Linked DNA regions of Mus musculus: regions 2 and 3 are each linked to region 1. Evidence: chromatin contacts called from public promoter capture Hi-C data. All regions are on one chromosome and are shown on one strand. Each heading gives the region's core, a stretch centred on a gene start, on an enhancer-like site or on the middle of the called end of the contact. The rest is flanking DNA. Distances are from core to core; before and after follow the strand shown.

The links. Promoter capture Hi-C pulls out the DNA fragments that hold promoters and counts their contacts.
Region 2: a contact with region 1 is called in a promoter capture Hi-C map of liver, with 2.2 times the contacts expected there. The contact joins two enhancer-like sites. A contact is called at or near these places in 4 of 39 promoter capture datasets (embryonic stem cells, liver and pre-B cells) and 3 of 115 datasets of contacts at active chromatin or transcription factors (acute myeloid leukemia, large pre-B cells and memory CD8 T cells).
Region 3: a promoter capture Hi-C map of liver shows a contact between it and region 1, with 2.5 times the contacts expected there. The contact joins two enhancer-like sites. A contact is called at or near these places in 3 of 39 promoter capture datasets (the C10 cell line, liver and pre-B cells), 5 of 484 Hi-C or Micro-C datasets (CD8 T cells, embryonic stem cells, gonadal supporting cells and 2 more) and 1 of 115 datasets of contacts at active chromatin or transcription factors (acute myeloid leukemia).

What each region holds. Positions count from the first base shown.
Region 1 is chr7:101,482,373-101,485,668 of GRCm38.p6, forward strand. Pde2a (phosphodiesterase 2A, cGMP-stimulated) reads left to right here. Exons shown (of 30, transcript NM_001143849.2): 3 at 2,170-2,258. Among named protein-coding and RNA genes, the nearest start is that of Mir139, 8.6 kb to the left of the region's middle. Within about 2 kb of position 1,464, at least 71 of the 459 cell types and tissues checked have an H3K27ac peak or open chromatin away from gene starts, as enhancers often do. A contact at or near this core is called in CD8 T cells and liver, where this site is marked.
Region 2 is chr7:101,082,212-101,085,485 of GRCm38.p6, forward strand. No RefSeq gene overlaps it. Among named protein-coding and RNA genes, the nearest start is that of Fchsd2, 25 kb to the right of the region's middle. Within about 2 kb of position 1,785, at least 15 of the 459 cell types and tissues checked have an H3K27ac peak or open chromatin away from gene starts, as enhancers often do. A contact at or near this core is called in liver, where this site is marked.
Region 3 is chr7:101,065,132-101,068,409 of GRCm38.p6, forward strand. No RefSeq gene overlaps it. Among named protein-coding and RNA genes, the nearest start is that of Fchsd2, 42 kb to the right of the region's middle. Within about 2 kb of position 1,645, at least 96 of the 459 cell types and tissues checked have an H3K27ac peak or open chromatin away from gene starts, as enhancers often do. A contact at or near this core is called in CD8 T cells and liver, where this site is marked.

The DNA.
Region 1 (3,296 bases), core at 214-2,713:
GCTTGGCATGTATGCACCCCTATTCCCTGTCCTCAGCCCTGACTTCCCCAAACCTCCTAGAAGTTCAGCGCCCAGGAGGAGGGCTAATGACTGAGCTTTATTGAGCGTGAAATTGGTAGGAAGTGGGTGGTGTGTTGGCGCCCAAAAATAAATCCTTTGGGAGAGGGTTATGACTGAGACAACATCTGCCCTGGGGTGGAGGAACATCTGGATGGTGAGGGTGAGGGAAGCTGGCAGGTCAGAGACTGTGGACCTGCCCTGCAACTGCAAGTCTTGAGGCGTGTGTGTGTGTGTGTGTGTGTGTGTGTGTGTGTGTGTGTGTGTGTTTTGTGTGTTGAAGGGAGGGGGTGAGTGACTGGCTTGGTGCCCAGCTAACTACAGCCTGAAGCCCAGGGCTGAGATGACAGCTGAGGTCCAAGAGGCAGTGAGACGCTACTCAAGAGACCATTGATGGGCTGGGGAGCCCAGGTCTTGGGGAGCCTCCTCTTGACTGTGGGGAGGACTGGGCCCTGGGAGGTGGGGCTTGGAGGAGGAGGAGGGCTGCAGCACCTGGCTTCCTCATCAGCACCCATTGTGGCAGGCAGCCCCAGTGCAGATGGTGCTGATGTGTACGAAACGAAAAGCAACCCTCCTACCCAGTAAACTCGGCTAAATTTAACCAGGATGGCTGAGTGTGAGGGTGGAAGGCGCGGACATGCGGAAGTGAAGGGTGGCTCCTGCCCCCGCCACCCTAAGACTGCCCACCTTTCTGTGTGGGGAGGACAGACTCTTAGACACTGAGTGCCCTGCTAGGCTCTGAACCTGTCTGAACCAAAAAAACCCAACTCGAACCAAAACAAAGAAAAAAAAAAACCCAAAAAAGCCAAAACCCAAACCCCCCAGAGCTCCTGATCGGTAAACGAGGAGGGGGTAGCTCTCTCGAAGTGGCTTTGTTCCTAGATTTTGGCTCAGAGGCTGGGCATAGTGGCTCTAGATTATGATCCCAAAGCAGACTGTCACAAATCCTCAGCCAGTTTTAGCCACACAGTGAGTCCGAGGCCAACCTGAGCAACATGAGAAAGCTTGTCTCAAAAAACGAAAATAAAAAAACCTGAAACAAAACCCAATTCAAGCTTAGCCCCCTTTCACGGGGGCCAAAGGGGCTCTGGGCCCTCCCAGAGGCTGTTTCTATCTTCCTTGGTCTGTAGTCCCTATCTCACGTCAGGACAACTGAACCCAGTTCAGTGTCACGGGAGGTCATGGCAGGAAATCCCCTGTGTAATATCCAAAGGCCACTAAAGCAGTTGGCAGGGTTGTGGCTTCTCGGTCTGCTGAGGATCCCACACTTCCTGGGAAAGAGCCTTCAGCAGCTCCCCCTGAAGCCCTCCCTGCCACCCTCAGCAGAGAGGGTTCCCAAGCCTCCTGGGAGAGGAGAGTGTGGCCATCCAACAGTCATGGGGATTGGCCAAGACCTCTAAGAGTCCCCATGTTGGGAAGTAGATCTTTGTGAGACAGCAGCGTCTGCCAGGACAAGGCTTGCAATTGAGACTGATCTAGGGAGGGAAGATTGCTGAAGCAAAAATCTGACAAGCTTCCAGCCAGTGCTTCCGACTCACCGTGGGCAATGGTTGATGTAAAATGTGAACTTACCCTGCGTCTGCTCCCAGCTGTTTCTAAGGCCCTCCAGCCTCACCCACAGTCCTGTACCCCCTCACCCCACTGTCAGTTCGGAAATGCTCCTTGCTCTCTGTGCCACTTGGCCTACCTCCACTGGTCAGTTCTGAGCCTCACCCACACACCAAGTGCGGCCAGTCATAGCTAAAAGACTACTTCTTCTGGGAAGCCCTCCAGAGCCCCACAGAATACAGGCAGACAGCCCTGGCTATAGTTTCTTGGCTTGGATCACCGGGGTATTGGAAGGAGGGTGCATCCTAAGCCAGTGTCGCCTGCATGCCATACCAAGTATGGTTTGCCAAATGCCTGAGCTGGAGTTCAAGGCTTGGGTGCGATTGGCTCACACCTTGGATTGAGGTGGTCGGTAAGGAGAGTAACAGATTCCTGGATCTCTGCCTGCCCAGAACCCCTTCCCAAACCACCAAGCTCTGTATCCCAGGCCCCCATGGCCTCGCCATGAGCAGACTAGGGCTGGACAGTCTCTCTACAGGGTCTCACATGTACCTTTGATTCTAGGAGACTGTCTACACCTACCTGCTAGATGGGGAGTCCAGACTGGTGTGTGAGGACCCCCCTCATGAGCTGCCACAGGAAGGAAAAATTCGGTAAGTCTTTCTTGGCCTGTCCTTTGCCCCCTGGCATCTGCCAAGAGGCCTCAGGGTTGAGGAACCTTCCAATATCATCTGGTCCATCCCCAACTTCAGTCTCCCTGCCCAAGTGGGTCTACTGCGAAGTAATATCTCCTCCTATGTTGGGGATGTATAGAGTGGGGGTGGGTTCTCTCTTCATAGAGTCTTTTACATAGATTTTTTTTTCTTTTAATACAAAGTCTCACGGTATAGCCCAGGCTAAGTTTGAACTTACAGTGATCCTCCTGCTTCAGTCTCCCAAGCACTGGAATTATAGATGAGATCCACCATGTCCAGCTCCCGTAGAGTTCTTCTGGGTTGTTGCAGCTTCTCAGAGTGGAGTGGAGGGGGTGGGTAGAAGGGGGCTTCAGCATCTCTCAGTTCCTACCCCAGGGGGCCATGAGCACTACCTATAAGGCTTGGGCTTAGGATCTCAGTGTACCTGGGCTTCAGGAACACACAGTGACAACTTCCTGTACATAAGACTAGAAGTTACTGGATCTCTACTACCTAAGTTCAAATCCCACCTCCTCCCTGTATACCAGCTGTGTAACCTAGGGAAATCAGGCATCCTCTGTCGTGTGATTCCGTTTCGCTTTGCTTTTTGGTGACACGGTGATGACAGCAGTGTTTATGGGGATGTTGGGAGGATTCAATGATTGTGTGTGGTCTGCTGTGACTATCAGAACCCAGAGCGCAGCACCCGATGGTCCCTGGTACCTCTGAGCCCAGTGAGTTCAGCTGGAAAGGATACATTGAGAGACATGTTCAAGACCACAAGGCAGCTGTGAGGCCCAAAACACTTCTCAGTGGGGCTGGGGAAGTGACAGCCTCTGTCTGGGTGACCCATCCTGGTTATCTAAAGACAACGGGAGCACTGGGTAAGGAGCAGAAGGCATCGTGGGTGCAGTGCACTGAAGTCAATTTCAGAAAGCTGGGCTGTTTCGGTCCAGCCTGCAGCTCTTTTGGTAGTGCCAGAGCTGCTATCCTGGCAACTCTTAGTCATAGAAGTCC
Region 2 (3,274 bases), core at 535-3,034, 400 kb before region 1:
GGATCAGTAGACAAGTGTCTTCACAGACCACTCACTCACTTTCATGGGCTCTAGGAACTTGTTTTGTTTTGTTTGTTTTTTGCTTTTTGTTTGTTTTGTTTTCAAGATAGGAGTTCTCTGTGTAGCCCTGGTTGTAATGGTTCTCACTCTGGAGAACAGGCTGATCTCAAACTCAGAGATCTGCCTGCCTCTGCCTCCCAAGCACTGAGATTAAAGGTGTGATCCTCCACTACCCTGCGGGCTTTGAGTCTTCAATCTATTGTTCAGTCTAAAATGCATTCCTACCTTGGAGTTCTTCTTGGTAACCAGGGACGAGTTTTTTCTTTTTGTCCTTCTTCTTTTAGATTTATTTATTCTATTTCATGTGTTTTGTCTGCATGTATGTAAGTACATCATGTACATGCCTAGTGCCCATGGAAGCCAGAAGAGGTCATTGGATTTCCTGGCATTGGAGTTAGGAATGGTTTCGAACCACAACGTGGATGCTGGGAACCAAACCTGGGTCCTCTGAGAGAGCAGCAAGTGCTTTTAATGGCTGAGGCATCTCTCCAACCCCCAGGGACTCTTTCTTGATGACCATTTAGGAAGATGTCATCTTCCGATGGAGTCCAATAACTTGGAGGCTCCTGGGGATGCAGCTGGGCCTTTCTCATAAGCAGAAGCTTCTACATTTCCTGCAGCCATAGCACTAACCTTCCTCTGTTGTTTCAGGGCTCCATCGGATGGTGGAGAGGCAGCCTTTGCCAGGCCCATCGTGCTCTGTTTTGTTCTCTCAGGGCCTGTTTACACTTGATAATCTCAAGTGACTGCCAAGCAGATATGGCCTCCTCCAAGGTGACTTGTGTCCCCAAGGACAAAGGACAAGAAACTTTTTGCCACTGTTATGGTTGCCCCCCTCCAGGTTAATTCTCCAGAAAAGAAGGGGCTTCAGAAAACACTTGAGGGGTTTCTACCTTGTGCCAAATTGCCTCAGAGGGGTCTGGGAAACTTCTGTGTGAGACAGGGAAAGGGAGACCTATCGAGCGTCCTTACATATACATGCTAGTCCCACACGCACACCTCAGCCTCTGGGCCCCTCCCCAAGTCCCTTTGCCTGTAGTCAGCAGGACACTTTGGGTAACACTGCCTCTGATAAAAAGATCTGGGTGCTAGCAAAATATATTTAAAAGCAAGTCAAAACACAGATCAGGACATCTGTTATTTCAGGGCTGGGCAGGCCAAGGCAGGAGGATTCAAACAAGTTTTAGGCCAGCCTGAGCTACGGTAGAGAACTAGCTGCCTCAAACTGTCTTCTGAGCTCTATGCTTTTGCCATGGTACTCCACAGCAGGTACTGCACCCTGCCCCACCCCACCAATACAGAAAACAAAACAAAACCCTGAAACACACGAGGCTAAACACAATGAAAAACTGCTTCCCACCCATGAGGATAACTTTTTTTTTTTTGTCTTTTGAAGTGAAACAACAAGTATTGCCAAGAGAATTGAGAAATTAGACCCTATACCGTGGGTGGGAAGTGGAAGCTGGGGCAGCCACTGTGCAAAGCTGTCCCGTGGCTCCTCAGACAGCTGCACATCGTCCACAGCATCTAGGGATAAAGCCAGAAGAACTAGGGACTCAAAAGGACACGGGCACACCATTTGTAGTATCGTCACTCAGTAGCTGAAAGGTGTAAGTCCTTGCCACCAGCTATCAGCAGATGAGAAAATAAGCCATATAATATACAGCCCAAGAGCAGAGGGCTTTCTAATCATTAACAATGGGTGAGACGGCTGGCAGGACGGCTCAGCGGGTAAAGGCTCTTGCCTCACAAACCAGACAATCTGAGTTCAGTCCCTAGAACTCACACAGTGGAAGGAGAGAGCCAACTTCTGCAAGTTGTGCTCTGACCTCCACCCATATCACACACACACACACACACACACACACACACACACACACACACACACACACAATGTCAAGGGATTAATTTCTGATCAGTGCTATAGCATAAAAGCCCTTTGAAAACCTTACAGTAAGTGAAACAAACTAGGCACAAAAGGAAAATATGCTATGATCCCATTTATATGATGATAAATAAAAAAAAAAAATTACAGGGAAACATTGTTTAAAACTAAGTTTCTGTGCTAGGCCCCAAGAGACTATGGTATGGATCCACTTATTCAAAAGTCTTAGTCTAAAACTAAGCTGTTTATGTGACCTTCTGTTTAGACAACAAATAAGGAACCTGAACTAAACAGTTGGTAAACAACTTCTGCAAGGAAAGTTAGCAGCCTCTTCTTGGTTTTGCCTCCATTCAACCTTTTTCTGTCTATAAAACCAACCTCATCTGCTTGACTCATTGGAGCGTTTCAGAAAGTGCTGCCTGATTCTGGACTCAACAAGAATCAACTAGTATTTGTATTTTCAACTAATTAATTAGTTCATGTAACCCAGGTTGGCCTCAAACTCCCGATCCCCTTGCTTCTACCTCGAGAGTGCCGGGTCTCTTGGTCTGAGTCACCATTGCCTCTCTATGGGGATTATTTGGCCTTATTAGGCTTCAGCTGGAGTGTCTGCATTTTCTAGGGAAGTGTTCCACCATTATGCTACAACTTAGTCTTATTCCTACTTTTTTTTTTTTTTTTTGAGAAGAGTCTCATTAAGTTACCCAAGTTACCTAAGTTAGTTGTTTTTTAATGAACTCCAAGCTCAGGAAGATCATAAGCTTGTGATCATCTTGCTTCCATTTCTAGAGTAGCCAGGATTACAGGCCGGCTCTATGAGTCACTCATTTACTTATTTATTAGACAAGGTCTCATACTGTAGCCAGGCTGGCCTGGAATCTTATTCTGTAGCTTAGACTGGCCTTGAACTCACAGCAATCTTCTTGTTTCCGCTTTATAAGTACTGGGATTATAGGCATGTCTTAATAGGATCTTTAAATTAAATGTTGATTTCCATCTTCGACAATGAGGTACTTGCAGCAGGCAAATTATCAAGATAAAAAGTGCAATAAGAGGATATCAGGGACTAGGAAAGGAGACAGGGAGTTCCTAGTTAATGATTACACAGAGTCTCTGTTTAGAAATGGATCATGGTGACAGTTATATAACATTGTCAATATACTCAATGGCCATACATTCTGTATTTAAAATTATCAATTTTATTTTACCACATGCTCACAAAATACCGAGATACTTTTTTGCAGAGATTTGCAGCCTGCTGGGGTGGGCAGGGGGAGCCTCTTTTCAGTTATATCAGCTTCTGTGGACAGAGGGTTCACTTTTGATCTA
Region 3 (3,278 bases), core at 395-2,894, 420 kb before region 1:
TTGAGGCAATTGCCTTTGAGGTTATCCAGATAAGAAAGGCCTTGTGTGTCACAGGCCTGTTGCATAACAGGGACTCTGTAAAAGGGACTGCTCTTTCCTCTCCCCAGGTGACAATGATGGGAAGGGAGCAGCCCTGGGCTGAGGGGTCAGGACACTTGGATCTGGTGGCTGGTTTTGTGGCTCTCACTGAGTCATCTGGAGAGACCTGCTTCTTTCTGCAATTCAGTTTGTTATTTGAAATATAAGGCAGAGGGGCCGGATGGTCCTGGTCTGTTTGTGTGTCACCATGGCACAAGCTAGAGTTTTCTGAGAGCGAGGGACCTCTAAGCAGCTCTGTAGGGCATTTTCTAGATTAATGATTGATGTGGGAGGACCTAGTCCACTGTGGCCATGCCACACCTGACCAGTGGGTGCAGGTAGCCTACGAAAGCAGATGGACACCTAGTTTGGTAGCACATGCCTTTAATCTCAGTACTCAGAAGGTGAGGCACAGGGATGTGTGTGAGTTCCAGGACAGCCAGAGCTACATAGAGGGACCATGTCTCAGAAAAAAACAACAACTACAAAAAGAAAGCAGGCAGAGCAAGCTGTGGGGAACAAACGACAGCAACGGTCCTCCATGGCCTCTGCTTCAGTTCCTGCCTCCAGGTTCCTTGTATTCCTGCCCTGACTTGCCCTCAGGACAGACTAAAGACTGTAAGCTGGAATAAGCCTTTCCTGCCCAACTTGGCTTTGGTCATTCTGTTTATCACAGTGATAGAAAGTAAGCATAAATAAATAAATAAACAAAGCTTGAGTGTGGCAGGAAATGGTCTATCTTGAGAGACAGGCCCCCAGCTTGAAGCTGGACCCTGCTATTGATGCACCAGATGGCCTAAGACATGCCCCTCTCCCTTTAGACTTCAATCTTCCCATCCCTGAAACTGCAGCAGGCTCTGAAGCCCCTTTAGCTACGATGATCTGGGTCCAAGGTTCCTACAGTGTCATATTCCCAGGTAGAGCTCCTGAGTCTGGGCTACCTGTCTGCTTGCTCATATCAACTGTCTCAGCTCTCGCCCTCTCCCTGTCAGAACTTCTGGACTTCGCCCTCACAGTCTCTACTTCCTCGCCTTATCCAAGACCAAAGAGGCTTGAGACTGTTCCCCGGTTGCTCTTCTTAGCACTGAGTATCTTAGAGTCTCTCTAGAAGCTTCTCCTTAGAAGTCTTAGGGTTTTCTCCTCCAGGAGCCCATTCACTTCACTTAATACATTGGATACTTGGGGACATGCCTATCCCAGCACATGGGGAGTGGGGAGAGATCCAGCGTGGCTCTTATGTGAGTTCCAGGATAGCCAGAACTACATAGTGAGATCCTGTTTCACCTTGCCCCCTACAAACAACACTTGTCAGAGGAGTTCCCTGAGCAGTGGTGAGTACTGTGGGCACATGTTCTCATTCCCCTGCCTCTGAGAAACCCCTTTTAAAGAAGCTCTGTAGAAACACACAGTGCAGATTGGAGAACAGGAACAGAGAAATTTAGCATGTTGCTTGTCCTTGGAGATGTATCCAGAGAACTAAAGCATTCTGAGCTCTGGAATAAGAGGAAGAAGGTGGCCCTGCTGGGTTGGTCTGGTCTTGCCCAATAGGCAAAGGGTAGAGTCACACTGTCATACCCACGTGTACACACAAGCAGCTACCTGGAGGCAGTGACAGACTAGTAAGCAGGCTCCTGAAAGCAACGTTACAAAACTTGGCCAGCTGCTGCCTTCAATCAGAGAGAGGGCTGCTCAAGTGGGAAACCTGGTTTACCCTGCTGGACCTCCATCAGGGCCTGCCCCATCTGGACTTTAGTCTCCTCCTGGAGACTCAGCCAGACACAGAACTCAAAGCTGCCCCATCCATCAGGAAATAAGAAAAGGTCTAAGTAGGTGTAGCTAGGCAGCCCCCTAGAGTAGGGGTTCCTCTGATCACCTTCAAGCCAAGCCCAGTTGCCCACAGAAGTCTATACACTCATCAGCACACAAGTGTCCCTAGGGGCAGGGGTTGAGTCATCTTGAACTCCAGGGCCCATTTTAGGACTTGGCAAAATACAGACACTTTAAAAGTTCCTTCACTCTCTGCCCTATTTCGAGTCTTCCCAGCACTGACCCATCAGGGCTGTAGCAGGACCTCCTTCCAACAGAAACAAAGAGGCCTTAGAGTGGGCAGTCCCTGGCTCCAGGGTGGAATGCTAACGTTAGTCCAAAGCAGATCCTGAGGGGAGCAGAGCTGCAGATCTATGGATAAAGCCTTGACAGGCCCTGATTCCTTTGTTTCTGTCCAAATCCCTACATGATTCCCGGGCCCCAGCATATAGTCAGCCTTCGGCTGGCTAGATATAAGGTATTCAGCCGAAGTGCTAGGACTTTCTGCTTCCCCCTCCTTGGGTACTTTCCTTCACTCTGCCCTAGGAACTCAACAGGCTCTGAAGGTCATGGGCCACAGAACACCAACGTGACCTTTACTCAACAAGCTCCAGCTATGGAAAGGATAAAGGCCACTGTTCTCTACCTGGTGACTGTCACATGCTGGATTTCCTGTGAAGCACATCACAGATGCTACACATCCACACAGGACACTGGAGGAGTTAAGAGTCAAGATGTGGCTCTATTCACTGCCCCTGCACTAGACCAGTGTCACCAAAACAGCTGGGGCCAATGAGTGCATCATTACATATGCAAACCGAGATGATGCTTCCCCACACAGAAGTGAGGTCTTTTGGACACAGGTCTCACTATGGAGTGTTAGTTGGCCTAGAACTGACTGGCTTTGAACCCACAGAACTCTTCCTGATGCTGCCACCCATGTGCTAGGATTGACAGCTATGGCTACTGTTCACAGCTTTTGTATAAGCCATAGAGTAGAGAGGTTTTTGTGGGTTCCTTCCCCTTCACAGTCTCTCTTCAGGAACTCCCCCATAAGACAAGTCTTTTCTTCTAAAAGTACCGAATCCAGTTTTCTCTTCATTTGGATCCTCACCTAGGCTACAGACTCCTAGTTCTGTTTGGGGGACTCTCAACCATTCCCCCTTTTTTCTTGGCTCCTCTTTCTTACAGTAGTATATTTGACTCTGCCATGCTACCCTGGACCACTATTTATAACTGATTGATTGATTGACTAGTTGTTGATTGATTGATTGATTGATTGAGACAGGATCTCACTATGGAGCCCATGATGGCCTGGAATTTGCTATGTAGTTCAAGCTCAGAGATCTTCCAGCCTCTGTTCTTTAAATGGCTTGGATAAAAGATATTACATC